Regions from separate parts of the Mus musculus genome. Here region 1 is linked to region 2. A link is a contact called in public promoter capture Hi-C data. All regions are on one chromosome and are shown on one strand. Each heading gives the region's core, a stretch centred on a gene start, on an enhancer-like site or on the middle of the called end of the contact. The rest is flanking DNA. Distances are from core to core; before and after follow the strand shown.

Region 1 (6,650 bases), core at 2,165-4,664, 110 kb after region 2:
GCATCTCCTAAGAAAAGGTAGAAAGAGTCATTTGCCAATAGGTAAAGTTAAGTGGGTGGGGATAAGAGGCTTGGGGAGGGTAAGCATCAACTGAGGAGGCCAGATGAGTGAGGAAAATAGAACCTAAAACTGGGGTGGGTGTCAGAATTTGCAGTCAAGAAATGTCCACGTGGTCAAACTTTGCAGTCAGACAGACAAGGGAAACGAAGAGCCTTTTAGTTGCTCAAAAAAGGAATGGAAAGAAGACTCCGAATCAATACAAAACTGTGCACTACAACAAAGCTAGTGTCGATAAACTGTCCTCCTGCCCAATGAAGCTCATTTCTCAGTTTTATTCTCTTGCATTTCCACTTTGTATAAACAAAATTATTGCTTACTTTGAATTTTACAGCAAAGTTCCTGGGCCCAAGTCTGAATTTCTCTAACAATGTCTTTCTTCATCAGTAAAACATGATCTCTTTTTACTAAATGATCTTACTCCTTTCACAAACCATTAGGAGGAAGATTTCACATGACATATTAGTGGGACTCACAGAACACATTCTCCTTTTAGGGCGAATTCTACTTTTATTGCTTGTCGTTTTTGGATGTTTTGTTTCTTCTGGAAGAGTCTCTGTAACACCAGGCTGCTCTTCTGTAACAACATCTGCCCTTGAACTCTGAATCCTATCCTTTGGTTGGGCTTATAGGCCTGGGCCATTACATCAGCCATTTTCTGTTCTCTCTCCTGTCCATGCTCCCTGCCTCAAAGCAGACAATGAATAAAATAAGGATGCAAATAGGAGAATGAAGTATGACAATGTTCATGATTGTGACATCTGATCTTAACTTCCCCTGGCAAAATGGAGGCAGCATTCTTGTAACTATGGACTGGCTGGTGGATTTGACACTAGCTCTACAACTTTTTATTCAAAATCCTTAGTGGCAGATGTTTTTCAGGATCTAATATATTTTGTATCTTTGAAATCAATGTATCCTGTGGCACAGGCACCAATATAAGAAGGAGACTTTGTAATAAAAAAGTGTTGCTTATGGAGCAGAACACAGCACAAATTGCCTTGGGTCATTAAATGAATCTGTATCCTTCTTGTAAGAAACTATGGGGTTTTGAAGTTAGTTTGCCTATTATAGTTGCATGTTTTCTGAACTTTTGATGAAAGAACAAACGATGAATTTTATTTATAAACTATAGACTATTTTAAATTATTTTTCTTTCCTTCTCATCTTTGATTCTCTAAAATGTTTAATTTTAGCTTGTTCCTTTTAATTTTATCAACCAAAAACAAATAGTAGATAAACCCAAATAGATTGTCGAAATGGGGCCAAGAAATATTGTGCATGTATAATTTAACATTAGTAAAACTCCATTCATAAGTATATCTGCACTTTATAGGTGAGAAAGCTAGGGGTTTTGATGGTCTAACTGCTTGGCAATCTTGTATTGTGATGGAGCCCACATTTAATCACTTTATATTCAACCCACTTGCCTGCAGAGTCTACTGTGCCAGTCAGTTTCCTCACCTAGACAATAGATCAGAGCACAGGCATTCCATTTTATGTTTAAAAACTTAAGCTGATTTTAAACCTTCTTATTAAGTTATAGGATCATTTTTGCCATCTTGAAAAAAAGGAATTTTACTCACTTCTGTCTGATAAATGACCTCACTCATTTATAAATTAGTTTGAAGAAAATCTTCACATGACAATTTATTGAGGGCCATGGAACATACTATCCATTTAGGATGCTTTTAAAACCTTATTTAAACATGGTGTGTGATCTAACAATGAAACAACCTAGAACTCTGAAGCAACAGATACATTCACTGAAGCAAAGAAGTTAAATTTAAATCTTATGTAAAACACATTTCGTAGGTCTTCCAAACCCAATATATTGAAGATGATCAAGAAGAAAATTCCCAGGGGAGATCCTTTAAAGACTGCCTTGCCAGGCTCTTCGGCTGGATAATGGGGATTAGCCACTGTGAACACCTCCAATTAAGGCAATAAACGTATGTGCGCATTAGCGCACTGGTGTTGGAGCTGTACTGCAAAACTGGAGTAAATACAGAGCACTGTGTCCTTCTGTGCAGGTCCCCAGCACAACTGCAGAAGGACTGCACCTCACGTGGTAGCTTGTCAGCTGCTGTTATTCTTAGTTCCATTTTCCCCCTCATTGGGAATGCAGTATTCCTTAATGAAATAGCCTTTCAGTAAGTACTAAAAATTAAGTTCTAAAAGACTTTGCAAGTCTTTTGATTCTGAATACTTTTCAGGATTACTTTTGCATCTTCCTGTTTTTGTTTTTTTAAAAAAAAAGAACTTGCTGAATGGCAGATCTTGACAAACAGCAAGCCATCGCCAAATTCTGGTGTCATAAAAATGAGGTTTGGCTTACATGTCATTCTGATTATGTTACATGGTTCTATTTATATGGTATAATCTGTATATAGAGAAAAATAAGGAGTAAAATGGAGATTTTCACGTAGAATTTGGAGCATTAAATTTGGACTTAATTGGACTGGAGAAATGACTCTGGTTATGAGCAGTTGCTGCTCAAAAGACCATCTAAGCTCAGTTTTTAACACCTGTATCTGGCCGCTCAGACATGTAGAATATCGAAACTGGTCTTAAATTTTCTAAATTTCAGCATCTGAAGTGATTTTTAAGACACAAAGTGACTGTTTTACCAGGAGACACCTGCACTCAAGGACAAGCCTCAGTATTTTGCCTGCTGCTGTGCTGTGGACTAGAAAGAATACTTGCTAATGGACACTTGGCAAGTTCTATTCTTCAACTACTTGGGCTTAATCTCTATTCTACACTCATGTCTAACTCTCAGTCTGTGTAACTCTGAACAGGCAGTGTGATGACCTTTTTGTGATGTTGCTGTGAGACGATGGTGTTGACCTTCATGCTCTATCTTAACGCAAACCCATGTGTGTCCGAGTTAATCATACAGCGTCAAAATTTTACTATGCTGCCTTAGTGTCTGTGACATAGTGTAATACAGGTCTGAGTCTATTTCAATTTTAGCCATTCTGAAGGTTTACTTCTCTATAATTTCTGGCTTTTTAAAAGAAAAGAAGGAGCCTGGCGTGATGGCGCACGCCTTTAATCCCAGCACTCGGGAGGCAGAGGCAGGCAGATTTCTGAGTTTGAGGCCAGCCGGTTCTACAAAGTGAATTCCAGGACAATCAGGGCTATACAGAGAAACCCTGTCTCAAAAAAAAAAAAAAAAAAAAAGAAAGAAACAAAAAAGAAAAAGAAAAAAAAGAGAAAAGAAGCAAAAGGGATGAGACTATAAAGAATTCTGAGGAGCAGAATCAAAACAACAACAAAACCCAGCTTGTAGCGTGGAGTCTGAATTCATACCTCAAAAATGAAGTATTGAAGTAGATCTCTGTCAACTACCAAATGCTATTTCAGTCCGTGCATGGGCCCAACTCACTCCACACCATCTGCTTCTCAGGGAGCAATTAGTCTGAAACTACAGCATGCACATTGAAATTCTGTTAACAGTGAACAGAATATTAATGTGTCTGCCATGGCCATTTTTATCTACCAAAATTTTAGTGTTAATTCTGAGTAAAACAGGTATAACATTTTAATCTATTCCGTTAATTAAAAATACTGAATAAAAGATATAATTAGCTTAAAATTATGTAACAGAACAGAGAAGTGAGTTTAACAACACTGTGTTGTAGCAACAAACATGTGGGGAACGGTTCTATATTAAGTTAATAGTTACTTGTGAAAAATGCTAAATACTTTGTTAAATCAGTTGACCTAGGACTCTGACTTTGGAATCCCCTTTTCTTTTACAGAACCACGTCACTGCCTTTGCGGAAGTCACATGATGTTGAAGCAGACGGTTTTTCCCTGCACTGGACATCATCCCTATTTACCATACATTCATAACAGAGTTTATTTGATTACACAGGAAATTTATAAAGATGTAGGACACTTTTTATAATTTTAAAACTTGACAGCACCCTCTCTGCCCCGCCCTCCCACGAGACTGTGAGCTCCTCAAGAGCAGGACCATGGCTTCCTCTTCTGCATCCCCGCCACCCACGACAAAGCCCAGCACAAAGTGTGGGTGTTCAGTGAAAACACGATGATAAAACGAACAAGTCAACTCTTAAATAAAATGGTTGCTTTAGTTTCTCAAAAAGAATCTCTGTGACTATGTGGAAAGAAACCCCCACATGGGTTATATTTGTATAAAAGAAACCCTCTATTTTGGGCTAGTTAAGTCTTTTTAATTTTTCATATATCTATTCAGCAGTATAGCATATTTAATTTGAAGTGAATTTTGAAAGTTCTGGGGACTTTTTATTATGCAGCATGACATTATTTCCATTTTAACAGATTTCAGTGTGTGGAATCACTTTACTTTTAGAAAGTATGTCCTATACTAAATTGTTTGCTCATTATATTATGCTATATTTCACTTAAAACACCATTCATACTACATATTCTAAGACTGGTGCTTCTGCTTTTAAAGGGGAAAATGCCAATTTTTACTGTCACTGAGTAATGTATCATAATTAAAATTATTTATTTGGACTTTTTCTTTGACAGTTGTGGTTTAATGGTTGTGCTGCAATTTTTTTTAATGCAGGCAATATTTAGAATACATTAAGGTAAATCCAGCCATGATACCTTGTTATTGAGTAGCCTTCCATCATTAACAGTGTCTCAAAATGGCTATGGTCCATTATTAAATTTTCTAATTGGTCCAGAACTCAAATAATTTAAATGAGAAAGAACCACACCTTAAAATACTATCATGAAAATACTAGAAATATGATTAATGTATTTTTGTAATTGTCTAATACTTTAATTAAACGTATTTATAGTTATCATTTAATCCTTATGGCAATCCTGTATAAATATTGAAAGATGACTTTATTTACATATGATAAAAATAAAGCCAAGACTGATAACATGCCCAGTCCATACCACTAGTCAAGGGAAGAGTTAAATCTAAATTCAGATTTACCCTGAAACTCTTATTTTTCTCAAATATGCCACAGTTGCCTCAACATTCATGACACTGAGGCCATTAAGAGGCCATTAGGGTTCTGAGAAACTACCTATCTTTAAGAAAAAAAAATGAAGAAATGCTAAAGTTAGGAACAGAAGGTCTGCAGTATTTTAAAAGCTTACTTACATGGAGGAACATAAAACATCTCTTTCAAACGCAGAGCTATTTAGGATTCTATTTATAATCCTATTTTAAAATAATGACATTCTAGTGTCTGAATGTGAGGCTTTTGGTAGAAGAGAGGTCCAAATGAAGATTCTCATCTCTGCATCTCAGCTACCTCTCAGGAAAGGGGCTGAGGGACAGGTTATACAGTGACCATGTAAGTTAAAGATGAAAACAGTCTCCACAGAAGAAGGAGGATCAAGTCATGAGTCACTCTGCAATCTCTAAGGCTAACCCAAGATACTTTGACTTAAATGTGCAGAAAAATGATTTCTTTTAATCTTTCTAGTCTAAACATTTAGTTTGCTCTCTTAATTTCAACAGAAATCAGCAAATAATTAAAACCAAAGGCTTCTCTGTTACTTCCAAATGGATTTCAGTTGCCCAATTTCAATTCTGAAGAGGTCAAAATATGTCAACTGAAAGCCAAATTAAAAAAAAATCTCATTTCTATGAATTGCAAATCTCTATAGCAGTTTTATTCTTTTGGAAATGTAGAGCAAACTTTGCATGTCTTGACAATCTTTAAAGACATTGTTTAGAAAGCATTAGCAATGGCAAATTTGCTTCCTAGGATTGAAATAAAGGATATGACCATAATGCCAAGCAAAGGCAGGGTAGCTGACTAGGTCTATACAGTTGCTCAAGGCTACTGGTCCTATACCCATTCAAAAGGACCCAGACGGGAGTGAATTTCCCCTTGGAGGCCTTAACATTACATAAGTCAGTGATAAAGTTTTTCACCTTCCTAAACCTGGTCAGATTAAAAGAGTTATAAATTAAAGAACTAATCAGGGTCAAAGTTAAATCACTTCTGCTATTACATTTAAGCATCATGAACCCAAGGTTGTACAATGATAAAGTCCAGGAAAAAATTAAAGATGCATGCGAATTAACCAAACTCAGCCAAGAGTGCTTAACCATGATGCAACTACTTAGAACTATTTTAAAATTTATACCTTTCAGAAAACGTCAGAACAATGGCTGGAGCTGGAATTCAGTGGTACGGCACTTGCCTAGCATGCACAGGCCCTGGGTTCAATCCCTAGGACCTGTATAAGAAAGCACTAATATCAATATATAAATATGTACATACATAGTAAAAGCAGGCAATCACATGCCTTTCCGATAGAGACTCTCATTTTTATTCTGCTTCTTTGGGGCCCAGGTCAACGTAAATTGTTCAAGATGAAAACTTCAGTAGTATCTGTTTGCATGGCAGAAGTTCTGCACAAGTCTTATCCGATGATGCCTAAGGTAACTTAAAAGGCTCTTTTATGTTAAAAGAGAGGTGAGCCTTCTTTGATAGAGTTTGTCTATTCGACTTCTAACTGGGCCTCTCTTTTTCTCAGGATCTATCCTAGCCAAATATCTCGTTACATTTCCACAGTTTTCTTTGTGAAAGAACAGTGGGGGAGGAAAGAATTCTCTGCTG
Region 2 (6,965 bases), core at 4-2,503:
ACTCACAAATACCCAGTCTTTGCCTGCCCATGGCTATGCTCTTTGTTCCTGTTCTTAGTCTTAGTTCCTGAAGTCTTACATCCTGAATCTTTCGAGTGGCCACATTTTCATACAGTGGTAGCTCACTCACATACATTACTTCTACCGGCCAAAGTTGCCTGCCACACACATCACTAAGAGTGCTCTGAAATAATTAGTTGTTAAATGATATTCTTGATTACATGGTGGCCCATCTCACACCTATTTAATATTCAAGAAATTCAGTGCTGTTACCATCCCATCCTCAAAATCAGTGATTTGCCTAATCAAAACTGTCGTTTTGGGTTTATGTTGTATTTTCTTGTTGATAAAGGCCCACCTCCAAAAGCCACCATGTTACAGCCTATTAGATGTATGAACATCCCAGAAATCCTGGTAAGTAATTCCAGATTCTAAGGAAAAGAGCAGAGCTCTTAAGGTTATTTTTCTCTCCTTATCTTCTGCACATGCTTTTTTCTCTGCCTGGTGTGAGCAGGGTCAGGGTAACTTGAAGATATTGCTTGGGTGCAGAGCTTACGAGTCATTGCAGGATGGGCTCTGCATACATATAGCTCCTAAGCTACTTAAATATCCACGCACACGCGTGGACATCTACGTAAGACTGCATTGTGTGTGCTTGTGCTATGACTCTGTGTGGGTCTTCTGACCTCAGAGGAATCCCTGCAATTCCCTGAACTCTGGAAATAGCAAGATGAGGCACATAGTTCTTTCCCTGTCCTTGGTGACTGGTACCCCTGGGTCCCAAGAATCTGCAATGCCTCATCTCCCAAGCAGCTAATCAGAGGAGACTGTGAAGATGAGAAAGGCTATACGTGGAACCAACCAGGAAAGAGCCGGTTTGCCCAAGATGATGCCTCTAAAGCTAGGAACCTTGAATCTGTTGATTTACTTACAAAGCCTTGGGAAACTGGAAGGGAGGCAAAGCCACCCAGAATCTAAAATCCTCTGAGATAATTTCTGTCATCGCCTTGGAAGCCACACTGCTCTGGCTGCTCTCCAGCGCTGGAGGGGTCACAGAGTCCAGGCAGTGCTGTGAGCAGAGACAGAGACTGCAATTCGGCGGCGCCACCCGGACACTTTGCGTTCCGGTGGGCTTTGCGCTCTGAAGATGTGTCCCCGCACCTTCTTCCCAGGCGCTGTGCGGGAGGTCTGAAACAGCCCAGCTGGTGACTCGAAAGGGAGTTTCTAGAAGCTCCATCTCTGCTGCCTCCCCTCCCCTTCAGATTTGGAATTTTACCCTCTCCAGGCAGCTGCTCCAGCTATACAACATCCGCCCGCCCTCCGAGGGGACGAGGTGCCACCGACGCCGCTTGCCTCGGGCCGGTCCGAGGGCTTGACCACAGTGCCGCGGTGTCGCGGATGCTCCCGAGCTGGGGCTGGGGACTCCCCGCCCTTGCGCGCGACCCCGCGGCCGGGCAGGCGGCGCTTGCAGCGGGCAGGGGGCGGGCAGGGCAGATGGGACTCGTCCGGGGGTAGCCTCCTCCTCTGCATCCTGCCCGCGCATCCCGAAGCCCAGTCGCATCCTCCGCCTCTGCCTCGGCGGCTGCCAGCCTCCGCCTCGCGCCACCTCGGCCTGCCGCCGCCCCCGCCGCCGCGCCCCCGGTGGCTGTGCCTCGGCGGAGCCCGGAGGGGGCCTGTGGCGCGTCGACCGCCCGCTCGGCTCGGCTTGGCCAGGAGGCGTGCATGCCCCTGCTGCCCGTGGCGCTCATCAGCAGCATGCTCTATTTCCAGATGGTGATCATGGCAGGGACGGTGATGCTGGCTTACTACTTCGAATACACAGACACGTTCACTGTGAACGTGCAGGGATTCTTCTGCCACGACAGCGCCTACCGTAAGCCCTACCCGGGCCCAGAGGACAGCAGCGCGGTGCCCCCGGTGCTCCTCTACTCGCTGGCCGCTGGCGTCCCGGTGCTTGTGGTAAGCTCCGGGCTGCTAGCCCTCTCTTGCCTTCAGCAGGTTGAGACTCAGCCGGGAGGACCAGGCAATACCAGCCTTCACCATCTAAGTTCCTCTAACTTGGTGGCAGTCCTCTTCCCCCAGAGGACATTCTTCTGGGGAGCATGGGGGTGGGTGAGAAGAAAGCACCCCTGTCTCTCCAAACCACCCCTGCACCCTCTGCTTGAGCCTGCAGGCTGGGTGGCTCAAAGACGGGGAATAGACCTGCAGAAGGTGTAGGGTGGGTGGCAGAGATAGGAAGGGAGTGAGCCTCTGAAACAAATAGACTTGGTCCCTTCTGTGGTCCTGTCTAACGGGTCTTGGTTCTGAATTTTGGTAGGAAGGGAAGCAGCAGCTTGGGGTGGGGTAAAGGAATCAGATGCTGGGATGGGGAAGTGACCCCAGTCAGCTGAGGCTGGGGTACATGCTCCTGTTTTATCTGCCTCCTTTCCTTCCTGATGAAAAGAGTCTGATGCATTAGGCCGAAGATCGGCTCACAAGTATCTAAAAATGTCTTTGGGCATCTGTAAAAGAAGAAGCCTCAGCAACAGGACTTTGCTGAAAAGCAGGAGCAGAGGAACCTGCAGCACAAGAGCACTTTAGATTTATTTAAAGGCTATCCTCTCCTTGGACTACACTAGCACTAGCACTAGCACGTCCTCTCTTCCTCGCTGGATTTAAAGTTTCTCTCCTCCCTCTTCTCTGCCTGTAGGTCTTTCTGCCTCTCTCTCTCACTCTCTCCTTTCCTAGTGTGTGTGTGTGTGTGTGTGTGTGTGTGTGTGTGTGTGTGTGTGCATGTGTGGTGAGACAGGGAGAAACAGAGAGGCAGAGACAAAGAGAGAGACAGAAAGACAGAGAGAGGGAGAGAGGGAGAGGCAGAGAAAGAGACAGAGACATGACAAGACTATGTAAGACTATATAGAATGGTCTCACACACAGGGGATGTAACTCTTGAGCTAATAATTACATCACAATATACATATATGAACACAATCCAAAGATTTTGTTTTGTTTTGTTTTGTTTTTTGTTTTGTTTTGTTTCTTGGTGGCAGATGAGTGATGTTTCTTTGGAGACCAACCTCACTACGGTTCCTTTACATTGACAAAATATCTGAGGTTCCCTTCCCATGATGCTCCATCTTCTTTCTTTCTTCCCTCTCTCCCACTCACCACAGAAGGAATAGGAAGTGAAGTTAGAGAATGAAAGGGAAGGCAAGGGAACTTGGGCTTTTATTTTCCATAGCTGAACTGGGGAATCCCGATAAGTGTATCGGCTTCATTCATTCTTAAAAGTCTTTTCTCCCCTAGTCAGGGAAGTGATTTAAGAAATTTCAAAATGAAAAGTTCTTACCACAAAACTGGAATAATATAAACAAAGCGAGCAAGTTCTTGCTAGCTTCTAAGTAACTCTGTTTCTCATACACAGAATGATTTCAACCTCAGCTTGAGGGTGATGGTTGGGGGGGGGCGGTGTTAAGACTTCCTTGTCCTCAAAAGCCTTTACTTTGTTATTGTTTTTGACACTGGATTTGCTAAAATGTGTCAGAAATCCTCAATGCAGTTTCAAGCTCCAGTTCTCTCCCTCCCAGTTTGAAAAGTTGCCAGAGCAAAAGCTGGCCTAGTTTCTGGGGACTTTTGCCTCTGCAGCTTCTGTGTTTTCAGGCACATGCTTTCTAGGAGACTAAATAGCTCAGAGATTTTTTTTTTTTGATTTTTTTTTTAAAGGAAAATGCCTACTGCTTTGGGGTCATTGATTTATTTGCAACCACAATCAGTAAATTCTGTGACTTTTATTTCGGTAATGGCCATTCAGTGTCTTCAATGAGATAGTGCTTGTGAGTCTCGAACCAACTATCCTTGGTGGCAGGTGCCAGTTTAGAGTTGAGGGCACATTGGTCCAAGATTTTGGTGATTCCTCGCTTAGAGGAGACCTAGGGAGAACCTAAGAAGGGGAAGGGAGCTAACCACTGAGTGGAACTGAGCTGTTTCAGTCACGTGCATGGAAGGAACAGCCTTTCAGGAGATCTTACCTTGCCTTACGGTAAGAGGAAACATGTCATGACTGGAAACATCATGAAATGACAGCAAAAGGTAGATCTATCTGGTGTTCATATATCCAGAGGACTAGTGCCAAGTGCCAAGTACCAAGCTCCTGCTACACCCAAAGAACATCCCTGAAAGATGGGAGCTGCCTGCTGGGCCTGAAGTGCAGTGACAGAAAACGTAGAAATTGGTGAAAGGGAGGCTCCAACTTGGCTTTCTTCTTTTGACCATTAGTTCTCAGATATGTATGAATAGATTTAAGACTCAATGTGAAGAGAAGGAAGTGTTGAGTTTTGGTTGACTGGACTCTGTTTCATTCTCTGCTCACAGGAACGGTGCATTCTGTTAGGACGTGATAAGCCAAAACAGCAGTGGCAGCTGTTTTTGCTCCATTCTTGTCAAGAACATGGCCTTAAGCATAGCATACCCGTTTCTCTGGAGAATAGCATCAACATCAGCAATACCCAACCAAAGGGGAATTAGTACTTTATTTTTGGATACTTGAGAATATCCTCCACACACCAATGGGGGAACCCAGTAATGTTTGTATCATCTCTGAGATCCGCTCATATTATTTTCATAAAATATTTTGTTTTCATTTTGTTATTTCTTTTCTATGAGTCTTTAGCTTGCATGTATGCCTGTGTGCCACATACATGCCTGGTGTCCAAAGAGGCAAGAAAAAGGTTTCGGACCCCTGGGTCTAGAGTTATAAACAATTATGAGCTGCCACGAGGGTGCTGAGAATTGAATCTAGCTCCTCTTGAAGAGCAGACAGTGCTCTTAACCACAGAGTCATCTCTCCAGCCCTTTCATGAAAACATTTTGGGAAGCAGGTGCTGAGCTCAAGGACCAAAGTTAAAAGGTAACCCTAATGCCCTACTGATTTTAACCCTAGTCTATCAAACTTCAAAGTCTATATTCTTTCTGTTATAATACATTAATTCAATCTGCTCATAATCATTTTAATTAAGTGTTTCAAACCTTTCCCTTTATTTATATATAAATAAATATATTCATATGCATAAATATATATTTAATATATTTTGACTGGTAAGGTTCATCTTTATTTACTTGTTTACTTAATTTTTTATGTATGTTCCTAACCTGAAAAGTAATCTAGAGAAGTTGGTCTCCTCGGTATTTCAACCTGTAGATTACTTTTTCTTTGTCCAAAATGTAAAGGCCTGTGTCTTTTGGATTGCACTGCATTTATTTATTTGCCCATTTATTTACAAGCAGTAAGGTATACTCTTTCTGTATAGAGCAAGTAGCCCGAGACTTGTGAGACTTAATCCTGAGATTCCAGGCACATGACTTTACCTGGATGGACTTTAAGATTGAAAATTCCATTTGCTGTGAAACCGTGAACAATTTGTTTACATTTATTCATCCTCAATTTTTCCAGTCACAGAATTTTGCATATTAAATCATTTATAACATACAAATACCCTTCATGGCTCACGGTCCACACTTTCTCACACCTCAGTGACATGTATGTTGTATTTCTCACACCTCAGTGACATGTATGTTGTATTTCTCACACCTCAGTGACATGTATGTTGTATTTTTGTGGGTACTGGGGATTGAACTCAGGGACTGATGTTCTTATCCCATCATTACTATAGTAAAATACTGATCAGGAAATGTTTCCCAAATTCCCTGTATTCTAAATATTTGTCTCTTAGAGTAGCTGCTGCAAAGGCAGAGTAGCTACTCCAAGGGTAATTTCAGACATAAACTACAGTTGCTCATTTAAGTAGTTTACAGTTTAGTTTGAGAAATTTAAAACAAACTAATAATCACAGTAACTGTGAAAAGGTATATGCTTGACTGGGTGTGGTGGTACATACCTATAGTAGCAGCACTCAGCGACTGAGGCAGGAGGATTATCAATGTCACCTTAATCTGAACAACATAGTGAGTTGAAGATTAGTCCTAGGCACACCGTAAGACCCTGTATCCACAAAACAAACACTAACAAATCACAGTTTAGTTCCTGTCGATGAAAAAAAAAAAAAAGGAAAGGAAATAGATTAATATATAGACAATAAAGAAATGTTCCACCTGACCTCTGGTGACACAGAGAGGGACAGGATCACTTTCTTTTGGAGGTCTGAAGGAAGACTTCATGAAGACTGCCCTTGAGAAATGCCTTATTTATTTAATTAATTGTTGACAGTGTGGACACCAGGAGCTTCGTGTGAATACTAGGAAAGTGCTGTGTTGCTGAGCTACATCCCCAGCCCTTAGGAGGTGTCCTGAAGGAGGGGTTGAAATTAATAGAGGAGTTAAAAATTCTCAGGCGCAGTTGTATGGGCCAACCCATGAACTCAGAGAATGCAAAACATCCTTTTCAAACAACTACTGATCTGCCTGATTTGTGGGAGTGGCGTTTGTTGGGGCAAATGGGGTGCATGGTTGGAGACAAAGACTGAAGTCATATGGGTTTCACCTAATAAATATAACAGTGGTGGATTAGGGACATAGTCGGATGGGTTGTGTTTCAGAACATGTCAGGGCAGGGAGATGGACATCGAGGATTTTTCTATTACCAAAATGGGTACCAAAGATCATTTTAGCCTCCATGGCTGGATCATGTGATATTATTTCAATAGTCCTTCCTTCCTTCCTTCCTTCCTTCCTTCCTTCCTTCCTTCCTTCCTTCCTTCCTTCCTTCCTTTCCTTCTTCTCTCTCTTCTCTCTCTCTCTCTTTCTTTCTTTCTTTCTTTCTCTCTCTCTCTCTTCCTTTCTTTCTCTTCCTTTCTTTCTTCCTTTCTTTCTCTCTCTTTCTTTCTTTCTTTCTTTCTTTCTTTTCTTTTTCTTTTTTTGATAACTTTAAAAAATTAGATATTTTCTTTATATACATTTCAAATGTTATCTCCTTTCCTGGTTTCCCCTTGAAAACCCCTTATCTCATACCCTCTCCCCCTGCTCACCAATCC

The links. Promoter capture Hi-C pulls out the DNA fragments that hold promoters and counts their contacts.
Region 1: a promoter capture Hi-C map of hippocampal neurons shows a contact between it and region 2, with 3 times the contacts expected there. The contact joins the enhancer-like site here to the promoter of Plppr5 in region 2. A contact is called at or near these places in 2 of 39 promoter capture datasets (embryonic stem cells and hippocampal neurons), 6 of 484 Hi-C or Micro-C datasets (the HL-1 cell line, cerebral cortex, cortical neurons and 3 more), 2 of 115 datasets of contacts at active chromatin or transcription factors (PVALB interneurons and neural progenitor cells) and 3 of 9 other capture datasets (adipose tissue, liver and pancreatic islet).

The regions. Positions count from the first base shown.
Region 1 is chr3:117,682,792-117,689,441 of GRCm38.p6, forward strand. Plppr5 (phospholipid phosphatase related 5) reads left to right here. Exons shown (of 6, transcript NM_029425.3): 6 at 3,825-6,650. The coding sequence ends at 3,857. Among named protein-coding and RNA genes, the nearest start is that of Plppr5, 110 kb to the left of the region's middle. Within about 2 kb of position 3,415, at least 6 of the 459 cell types and tissues checked have an H3K27ac peak or open chromatin away from gene starts, as enhancers often do. A contact at or near this core is called in cortical neurons and hippocampal neurons, where this site is marked.
Region 2 is chr3:117,573,974-117,580,938 of GRCm38.p6, forward strand. Plppr5 (phospholipid phosphatase related 5) reads left to right here and starts at 1,254. Exons shown (of 6, transcript NM_029425.3): 1 at 1,254-1,959. The coding sequence starts at 1,723.